3 separate regions of the Mus musculus genome follow, and regions 2 and 3 are each linked to region 1. A link is a contact called in public Hi-C and HiCAR-type data. All regions are on one chromosome and are shown on one strand. The core of a region is the stretch at or near the end of the contact, and the rest is flanking DNA. Distances in the headings are between cores, read along the strand shown.

Evidence for each region. A called contact is a pair of places that touch in the nucleus more often than the background predicts. HiCAR-type assays count read pairs that join an accessible place to other places.
Region 2: a HiCAR-type map of astrocytes shows a contact between it and region 1, with 17 times the contacts expected there. The contact joins the promoter of Dcps here to the promoter of Fli1 in region 1. A contact is called at or near these places in 1 of 39 promoter capture datasets (embryonic stem cells) and 2 of 115 datasets of contacts at active chromatin or transcription factors (astrocytes and large pre-B cells).
Region 3: a contact with region 1 is called in a Hi-C map of B cells, with 6 read pairs. The contact joins the promoter of Fam118b here to the promoter of Fli1 in region 1. A contact is called at or near these places in 2 of 39 promoter capture datasets (frontonasal cranial neural crest and pre-B cells), 1 of 484 Hi-C or Micro-C datasets (B cells) and 1 of 115 datasets of contacts at active chromatin or transcription factors (astrocytes).

The regions. Positions count from the first base shown.
Region 1 is chr9:32,539,630-32,542,769 of GRCm38.p6, forward strand. It overlaps Fli1 (Friend leukemia integration 1), which reads right to left and starts at 1,823. Exons shown (of 9, transcript NM_008026.5): 1 at 1,562-1,823. The coding sequence starts at 1,579.
Region 2 is chr9:35,174,345-35,177,563 of GRCm38.p6, forward strand. Dcps (decapping enzyme, scavenger) reads right to left here and starts at 1,643. Exons shown (of 6, transcript NM_027030.2): 1 at 1,427-1,643. The coding sequence starts at 1,624.
Region 3 is chr9:35,266,267-35,269,638 of GRCm38.p6, forward strand. Fam118b (family with sequence similarity 118, member B) reads right to left here and starts at 1,539. Exons shown (of 8, transcript NM_194257.2): 1 at 1,457-1,539. It overlaps Rpusd4 (RNA pseudouridylate synthase domain containing 4), which reads left to right and starts at 1,615. Exons shown (of 7, transcript NM_028040.2): 1 at 1,615-1,812; 2 at 2,136-2,301. The coding sequence starts at 1,624.

The DNA.
Region 1 (3,140 bases), core at 573-3,072:
AACAGGAAGCAGAGAAGCAGGGCCCAGGGACCTGCACTGTCAGGTCTCCAGAGCACACCCCTTAGGAACACTCTCAAGTCAGGTTTGAAAAACCTGTGGCTAGGTGGTTGTGTTAAAACCCCATTACAATCGGCTATCTCATCTGTCTTTGAGTTCCTTCAGTTGGTGCCTTTTACCTAAGTCAGCATGTTTCAGAGAAGGAGGGAGGGAGAGAGAAGGAGGGAGGGAGGGAGGGAGGGAGGGAGGGAGAGAGAGAGAGAGAGAGAGAGAGAGAGAGAGAGAGAGAGAGAGAGAAGAGACTCTTAGAAAATAAAAACACTCTGACCCCACCCAGAAGATAAAAATCTGTTAAATTCTCTAAAGCCAACAACACCTTCACCTCCTCTTCATCAAGCCATGAGAGGGAAGTGGATTCCTCTGGGTTCTGGAGAATGGCGGCTCTGCCAGTCCCCACCTCACCAGCCTGATAGTTTTTCCAGAGCAATTCCTGCTTGATATGCAGCCTTGAAGCTAACGTCTGCTCTCATTCATTCTCCTAAGTCCTCTTAGGCTAGTCACGTTAGGGGGTGTCCCTCGTCTCTGCTCCTGGCCCTACTTCCCCCTTTCGGAGGGAGCACTCGGCCTTTCTGAAGCGTGACAGGGAACCCAGACTCACAGGTCTGCTGGTCTGCACTTTGCAACCTAGACCCAAGCTGGGCCGGCGCGGGTGGCGGGTGGGGGTGGGGGTGCAATCGGCAAGCCCCAGGCCATAGACTCTGAACCAGCCACCGCAGGGGGACAGCTGTTGAAGGAGTTTAATTCTTACTGAGAGGACAGCTCCTGGATCCCTTGCTCTAAAGCAGGCGCACGCACAGTGTGCGGGATCTGAGGCACTGAGGAGCCGGAGAGCAAGGAGATTCCTAACCCGAGGAACTGCGAGGCGGGCCCGTTAGCTCCAGGCAGCCGGCGTCCGCAACTGCCGGGCAGCAGCAGTGAGAAGGGGGGAAGAGAAACCGGTCTGGCTGACAAGTAAACAGGGTCTTCCATCTGGACCCGCCGGCTCAGCCGGATCCTCAGACACCCTCCCTTGCACCCCTTGCCCTCCCGCAACTACTCCTCCAACTCGCTCGGAGGGTCGGGGGACCCCAGCCAGAGGCGAACGCTGCTCCTGCCCGCGCAGATCTCGGCCTCTGGCGTGAGGAAGCTGGCCGCCAGACTAGTGCCTGGCGCCGGGGCCAGGTCGTCTGGGTGCCGGGTGGGAACCGACCCGGCGATCTCCCGCCCGAGACTCTGCTCCGCGCCCCGGGTCCCCAGGTTTCAGCTGCCGGGTCTCGCAGCCCCTTCGGGCGGCACAGTGGGAGCCTGCGGGATTCCACAGTGGCGCAAGGAGTGAGGGGTAGATCGCCCTGGGCGGGAAGGCTGGCCGGCCTCCTCGGAATGGGGGACTCGCCACCCGGAGGAGACCGCGCGAAGCCGGGGCGCGGAAGGAAGGGAGAGCGGCCACGTCTTCCGGGACCCCGGCGCCCAGCCCTCCCGCCGCCCCGGTCGGCCCTCTCCCCGCGCCCACTGCCCAGCCGCTTACCTTAATAGTCCCGTCCATTTGGCCAAGTCTGCAGCCGAGCCCCCCAATATTCCACACATTGACCCGGTTACAGCCTGACCTCGTAGCCCCTTCAGATTAGCCCGGCGCGGCCTCTTTGGCGCCCTGGGCCCTCTCTGAGTGCCCCCTGCGAGCGCCCTGCCCTCGCTCCCCTGTGCACGTTTGTTGTTGTAGCGGATCGAAAAAGAGACAGTTAACCGGATGAAACTTTTTTTCAGCTAATTTTGGGAAGTGACTTCACTTTGCGATCGGGGAGGAAGTCCTATCTCTCTCTCTCTCTCTCTCTCTCTCTCTCTCTCTCTCTCTCTCTCTCTCTCTCTCATCTCGCCCTCTCCACTCTCTGCTCTCTCTTGTCTTCCCTCCCCCACACCCCCTCGTCCTCTCCTCGCCCTGCTTTTCGCATCACTCGCTATATAAATATACGCGGGATGCCCAGTTACATTCATGCACTGCGCACACAGGATACTTGCTCCTGGGAGATAAGAGCTGGCCAGGAACAATGACGGGGTCCACGCCCAGTATCCGCTCCCTGATTCCTGAAGTCTGCAACTCCCCCATCACCTTCCCCCCAAATCCAAAGCCAAACGCCTCTGGCCTCTTTCCTTTCCCTTGGGCCTTTGGCCGAAGGTGGCCCTCCTGACTCATTCACTTTCCGTTTCTTCCCACAGATACATTCATTAATGCTTTTTCCAGCCGGAGTCAAACTTTTTTGGGGATGGGAGGAAGACGGCGGAAGAGTTTGTTAGAACAGGGGATAACCTGGCGATGCTGACCGCCAGGGGAGATTCGGATGCAGATCAAGGCAAACCTACTATTTTTAAAAAGGAAGGAAGGAAGGAAGGAAGGAAGGAAGGAAGGAAGGAAGGAAGGAAGAAAGAAAGAAAGAAAGAAAGAAAGAAAGAAAGAAAGAAAGAAAGAAAGAAAGAAAGAGAGGAGCCGAAGAGAGTTTTTGCATCTAAGCGCTGGTCTCCGGATAGGCTCAAAGCGAATTCTGGGTCCCGCGGACCTGACCTGTCAAGGGCTCAATACCTCAAGCTTTGTTAGCAGAGAGATGCCCATGCTTTGGCGCGCCTCGACTCCGGGCTCCACAGCCCGCTAAGGAGGTAGACCAGCCACAACCTAGGCTTTTTGAGTTAAATTCTCTCACCTATCAGGACCCGACGGCCCAAGTTCTTCAATACCATCGCAGCCCCCAAGGAACTGACACCAGGGCGAGCTTGCCCTCCACACTACGCAGCAGGACCCAGGAGCGCGGCGAGCCGCGGCTCAGCAGAGACCCCACCTTGGATGAGAACGGGCAGTCTAAGGGTCCAAGCTAGGGACTGTCATTCCCAACCAGCGGCGTGGCCCGCTTTACCGGCTCGGTTCTTTCTGCTATCCCCCGCGCCTCCCCTGCTGGACCCAGGAGCTCTCTTGTTAAGGCTTCTCTGGGGTATCGGCGCTGGCGGCCTGACTCCCATCTCCCAGACTTTGAAAACAGGTTACCTTTTTCCACGCTCTTCAGACCACGCTGTGGACTTTCTCACTATTATTTAAGAGTCCTCCCGGGAAAAGAGGGGAA
Region 2 (3,219 bases), core at 393-2,892, 2.6 Mb after region 1:
CATACAAAGTGGTTTTGCTCTTAAATGGCTTAACTACGGAAAACAAAAGCATAGTATTTCCCCATCATTATTCTTCAGCACGTAAGGATTCAATCACTAGACCTTTGAGTTGTATTGTGCTAAAACGTTTGGTTTTGGTTTGAAGTGCTGCTCAAGGCCTGCTGGCACGGATCAGCAAGTGAAGATGCTGGGCACACAAGCCTGACAACCTCTGTTTGAGTCCCCAGAACCCATGTACAGGAAGAAGGAGAGAACCCTCTCCACAAAGTTGTTCCCGGACCTTCACATGTATGCCATGGTGTGCTCCCCCCCCGCCCCGCCCCCGCTGTAGTAAAAAATAAAGTGCTGTTTGAGTTGCTGAGTTTCATTTTTAAAAGTTGTTAAATGAATATGGCTTGGGATTAGGACTGTATCTCCAACAGTTTCTGAAATGGTACTTGTCAAGCTCAAAAGGAGACAAACAGCTAACCATAGTAGTCGCAATTCTGCCACTCTGTACTACATATTAATACAAAGTAGCATTCTCAGCACTATTATCAAATGAAAATATTGATCAACTCTGAAAAAGGCTCAAAATGCTCTATATCCTGCTGCATTGGTCAGCCAAGAGCTCATTCTTTATAAGCAGGCACATCCATGTCATTTGTAAGCATGCAAATTTGTTTACATCTTTAATGAAAATATGTAAGTATACCAAAGATATATATATATATGTGTGTGTGTGTTATATATTATATATGCCTATATACCCAGGGTTGTATAAAACTTTCTCAGCAGAATGAAGTCACACGTGGAAGTTTCAAGCAGCCCATTCTAGAGAAACCTCCGTATCTGCCTTGACTAGTTGCCTCAGTAGTTTGTGATGGTCTCCAACTCTCCTCCGTTCCTGCTAGACAGCTAAGCACAATGTATGCAGAACCAGCTAACTCCTTAGTAGTTTGCAGTCCAGGAGACCCAGAACAGGGACAGTGGTCTCCACATGCCATGCACACGCCTGGATCCCCCTCATACATGAGAGCACACAGCATGTGGAAAGGGTTAACAACTTAGGCTGAAGTCACATAAAGCAGGGACCACATCTCAATAGTTATCTCGTCATTTCCAGAGACAAGATGCAGAACAAACACTTGCTGAGTTCCTGGCGTCTTCATACGTAAAATAAACGATGATGAATGGCTTGGGGAGTTTAACACGTGATTTTAAAACTGGCATCTATTTCTAGGGAAGGAGAAATTGGGGCAATTAGACCTAGATGTGCGCATTCCTTTAATTACACAGCAATCTTGTCGCTACAGGTATCATGGTAGTGGCACACTCCACCTTCCCCGAATAACGTGACTGGTAGTTCCCAGAATGGAAACAAATCCGCTTCTGACACGAAGACTGGTTCCCTCCTTCCCGCGTCCCCCGGGTTATTTAATGGTACCTTCCCATGCAGGAAAATAATTTTGTCCCGCGCAGACTCCCTGAGCACTTTTTGTACTCTAAAGCCGGAGAACGGTAAGCGGACAGGGGCAGAGGTGCCATTGCCAACGCCTGCTTCCTTCTCCTCTGTGCTGGGGGTTTCTGCCTCCTCTGCCTCCTGTTCGCGCTTTCTCTTGAGTTGAGGCGCTGTATCCGCCATGCTGCCTGGGAAGAACCGTACCCGCCTGCACGAAGAAGCCTCCGCCCACGCCCCTTGCGGTCCTTCCTCACAGTCTGTGAGGGACTGGACTTCAACTCCCGGCATGCTCCGCGCAGGCACGTCCGCTACTCCATTTCCCGGCATGCTTCGAGTTGTAGTCCGCTTCTGCAGTTTTTGCACCTGTTTGGGTGAGGGCCTTCCAATGACTTTTGCCTAGAAGGCGATGAGGAAGGGAAAGGAAACCAGCGAGGTCCTAACGAGGTGGAGTAGAGGTGTGTGACAATAAAGAGGCCCACCTTAGCCCAGCTCCTGGGATGGGAAACCGAAAACACTTTTGGGTGCTGTATGATGATGGATACAGAGTGTTAAATAATGACGTTTTACATTAAGGTCCCAACTCACGAGTGGGCGTGCAAGGAATGTTTTATTTTGTTTTAAATAAATCGACAAGGCATTTTGTTTCTTGGTTTTTGTTGTTTTGAGACAGGGTATCTGTATGGACTAGGCTGGATCCACTTGCCTCTGACTCCAGTGTAGAGATTAAAGGCGTACGCCACTACCTTCGGGGCTTGGTTGTTGTTTTTAAAAAGTGAGTACGTAAACTATTGTTCATTTTCTCCTACTTTCGTTATTTTACATCAATTGTTTTCCCTTTATGTGTAGACTTAGCCTTTTGGGTTTTTTATTTGTTTGTAGATAAGAAAAAGTAAGCTGACAAGACGGATTATACATGTCTTTCCATAACTTCCTAAATCCACTTTGCCTGTAGTTCTTCCCTATTACCCAGAGAAGTAGTTTGTATTCTTTTATTGTAAAGGAATAGTAATAAAACTCAGCGTTTTTAGATTTTGTAGGTGACTGGTGTGGCCATTCGTACAGGCTAGCCCTTTTCCCACTCCCTTTCAGTTGGCAACTCCAAATATTGTCAAGTGTAAGAACCCCAATGCTGGGCCTCCGCTCAAGTCCCGGGATGAGCTGGCCAACACCCCAACATCTCGAGAGAAAACCACACCTGATGCAAACTGCAAGAGGTTTTATTATCAGCTAGCTGAGGACAAAGTCCCTCCGCCTGCTGCCTGCCCTGCAGGGCAGGGGAGTTCGACCCTGAGCAGTGACAGTAGGGGGCTTTTAACAGGTAGCTGAGGAGTTGGGAGGAATTGGGAGGAGAGTTGGGAGGAGTTGGGAAGAGTTCTTCTCTTCCCGGTGTCCTTGGTGAAATTTACAAGGCAGGAGTGGGGAGTGAGTTCTTTCTGAATTTTTATCTCCGTGTCCTCAGCACAGGAAGGCAGGCATCTCCGGTTGTACAGTATAGAAACAAAAAGGCTTTTTTCTGGCTATAGAGAACAAAGAGCTTCTTTCTAGCTGGATTTTTAAAGATCAGGGAAAACAAGCTTAGGGAATATCCAGGGGCTTTACCTTCCAGGGAGAAATGCTCTAAATCAGGGTCTCACACAAGAACTAGTCTAACAAACATTATTCTTGTAAGTGGCAATGAGCTTTAATTTTTCAGACGAATGTAATGGATATGGCACAATTTTTTTTCAGTTCTTAATATGAACAAGATGCAACTTTCTGTCCATGTTTTAGTTAGTAAC
Region 3 (3,372 bases), core at 289-2,788, 2.7 Mb after region 1:
AAAAAAAAAAAAACTGACAGAAATATAACTGTTCAAAATGTTCATAAACAGACTGGGTGTGTGGGGGTGTAGTCTTTTATTCTAGCACTAGGGAAGCAGAGAAAAAGGTCCATGAATTGGAGGCTAGTCTGGTCTACAATGTGAGACCTTTAAGACAGACAGACAGACAGACAGACAGAAAGCAAACAACAACCCAACCTAACTCAGAATCACTGCAGCCACATAAAATATTTGTGAGCTTACTATATTAACAGGTTTGGGGATGAAAGAAGTCCTCCAGTAATTCACATCACACCTTGACTGTATAGCTGGTAATTCACATTTCAAGGACAGTACTTAGCAGGGGGGAAAAGACCGCGGAATGGGACGGGGCTTCATTAATGATCATCTACATTACAGCAGCCTAGTTGGTTTCCCGGATATACTTTCCTTTTTGATCTGTCCTGCTTTGTATTGCCACATTCCTCTCTACAATACCACTTGCAAGGGATTTCTCAAGAAGTTTCAAAGATCCAACTATCACATGAAGTTTAAATTCTTCAACTTCTAGTCTTCTGAGGCTATTCACCTGTTCAACTGTTTCACATGTGGTTTCCTTCTGCTAATTCATTTTGGAGGGAGAAACACCCAAGCCTAATTCAACTATTCATTCTCTAACTGAAATGCAATCTGGCTATCTTGAGGGAAGAGTCACTAGTTCTCACGACATCCCTTCAGCATCAGCTTCCCCAGCAAACGGCATGCGCATCCCAAGGTGTTTTCGAGATTACCATTCCAAAACAGCTGTTCATATTCCCAGCTGCCCTTTGGCGATAGGAGAGTCGTCGTTTGCAGTTCGGGAGTCTCTTGTAGGAAAGGGAGAGAGAGAGAGAGAGGGTTCGACGGTTTCAAGCTATGGAAGGAAAGACTAAAGGAGGCAAAGGGGGAAAAGCTCTTTACTTTCCTTGGGAAGAGTAGATAAGGGAAGAAAGAGGAGACCCCAAGAAACGAACTCTAGAGAAAGGTCAGTATAAACCCGTAGCGCTCTCGAGGTAGGACGTATGGGGCGGGGGTCCTGGATGAAGGAAAAGAACCGTCATCTTCGGGAGGACTGGCTACAAACAACGCGAAACAAAGGGGTTGGCAGTCGCAAAGCGGGAGGTTGGAATATGAGAGATCTGGGGATCTCCGGAGGACGAGCGGCAAGAAAACGAGAAAGAACACCACACGTCCCTCTGAGGACCCGCCGAGGACCTGGTTGCTAAGAGGGACCAGACAGGTGCCGGTAAAGACTGAGGAGCAGCCAGCTTCACTTCTAAGGACGCGGGGGCGGGGAAGTGTTTCTGCGTGGAGTCGTGCCCCGAAGCGAGACACGCTTGCCAGGGCAGTGCTCTCCAAGAATGGAGATCCGGGCCATGCGAAAACCGTTGGGGCACCGGCATTTCCCAGCCCTCGCCTGGCTTCCCCACACACTCACCGCGTCTGCTCCAAACGCCACCGCTCCAGCTGCAGCTACCGGCCGGCGCAGCCGCACTGAGCGCGCACCGCCCCACGTGACCCGTAGGCTACCTGCCCACGTGATCAGCAGGGCCCACCCCCCCCCCCTTCCTCCTCTCCGCGCTGTCCGGCCCCGCCCTCGCCAAGATGGCCGCGCCCTGCTTGCGTACGCCTGGTGTCCAGCTTTTGAGTATGAGTTCGCGTCCCGGGAGATTGTTCACTCCCGGCTCCTGGTCGTTTTGTTCCAGCGCTACTTCCTCTAGGCCCCTGAATGCTCAGAGATTGGCAGAGAAGCTCCGAGCCCAGAAACAAGAGCAAAAGGCAAAGGAAGTGCGGGTGAGTCTAGAGAGACTCAACTTCCGAGAAGCGATGCTCTCACGGCTTTCTTAGGTGTGGGGTGTGGTAGGCAGGTCCTGTAACAGCAAGTACATCAATGTTGAGAATATTCTGTGTGGTAGTCGGAATACCGCACTTTTGCTACTGCCAGACCCACCGCGTGGGTATGCAGATAAGACAGATGGCTATGTATGGTCCCAAAGGAAACATGAGTCAAATTATACAGTACAGTCATTCCACGGATTTCCACCTAAATCGCACTTAAGGCCATTCCCAGCGCTTCACTCCTTCATTAAGCTTTTTCCACCTTTCTCTTTCCTTAGGTGCCTACAAACCCCGTTCAGCGGAGAGTGCAGGAACTAGTGCGATTCACACAGCAGCTGCAGCGAGTTCACCCCAATGTGCTTGCTAAGGAACTGAGCCGAAGGATTCTCCACCAGGACAACGACCTCGTGGTCATTAATAAACCCTATGGTCTCCCTGTCCATGGTAAGAGCCATGTGGGCTAAGGAGAGAAACCTGCTGCTGCTTCCTCTTCCATCTAGGGTCACCCCTGAAGCTTTATTCATGAGACACTCTTGAATTCAAGTTAATTAAACCTTATTATCCCATGTATGTGACTACTGGTAACAAACCAGTGTCTAGTCCCCACTTGCAGATACCTGACAGTGAGCTGTATGCAGCCTCCCACAGGAATTATTGCAGAGAGATACAGAAGCTCAGTTCTGCACTGTGGGCTGTGTACAGCCACCCACAAGAATCGATGCGGAGAAATACAAAAAGTTACTTGCTAACTGTTATTTTCCATCAAAGTGGTTAAAACAAAACAACAACGAAAAAGGAGTTGGGAGCCAGTGTGCGACTGCCGCCCCAGGTCTAGGGGAGGATCCGGTGTTCATGTTCAGATCAGTCTCAGCAGCAGCAAAACTTCATTTCAAAATGAGAGAGGTAGAGAGACAAGGCTGGGAAGAGGAAATAATACACACGGTTGCGGTACACAGTAACCCCAGAGGGACTGGAACTTAATAGATGTCCTGATGCTGCTGAGTGTTCTGATGGGGGACGGCTGAAGTGAGTCAGAATTGAAAGGGAAAAAAAAAAAAAAAAAAAAAAAACATTTGTCAAAGGTCTGCAGGAGGAAAGTAAATATTTTAGCAAAAAAAAAAATATTTTAGTTGGAATAAATCACTCCTTTGGTGGCAGTTCCTCTAGGTTTCGTAACGAGTTCTTGCCTTACTATTTATTCTCTGCTTAAGTTTCTAGTTGTTGAGGATAATTTGTTTCGGGTATTTATATTTTATAGATAACAAAGCTGGAAAGGTCAGATGGTGAATACAAATAGTAAAATCCAGGGATGTCTGATCTTAGCCCATCATCTTTTTTGTTTGTTTGTTTTGTTTTGAGAAGGGGCTTTGTATAGCCCTGTCTGTCCTGTAACTAACTCTGTAGGCTTTGAGCTCATAAAGATCTCACTGCCTCTGCCTTAGGAGTGCTAGGATCAAAGGCATGCACCGCCATCACTCAGCTAGAGCTCATCTTCTTAGCCTCTCTTCTAGGGAA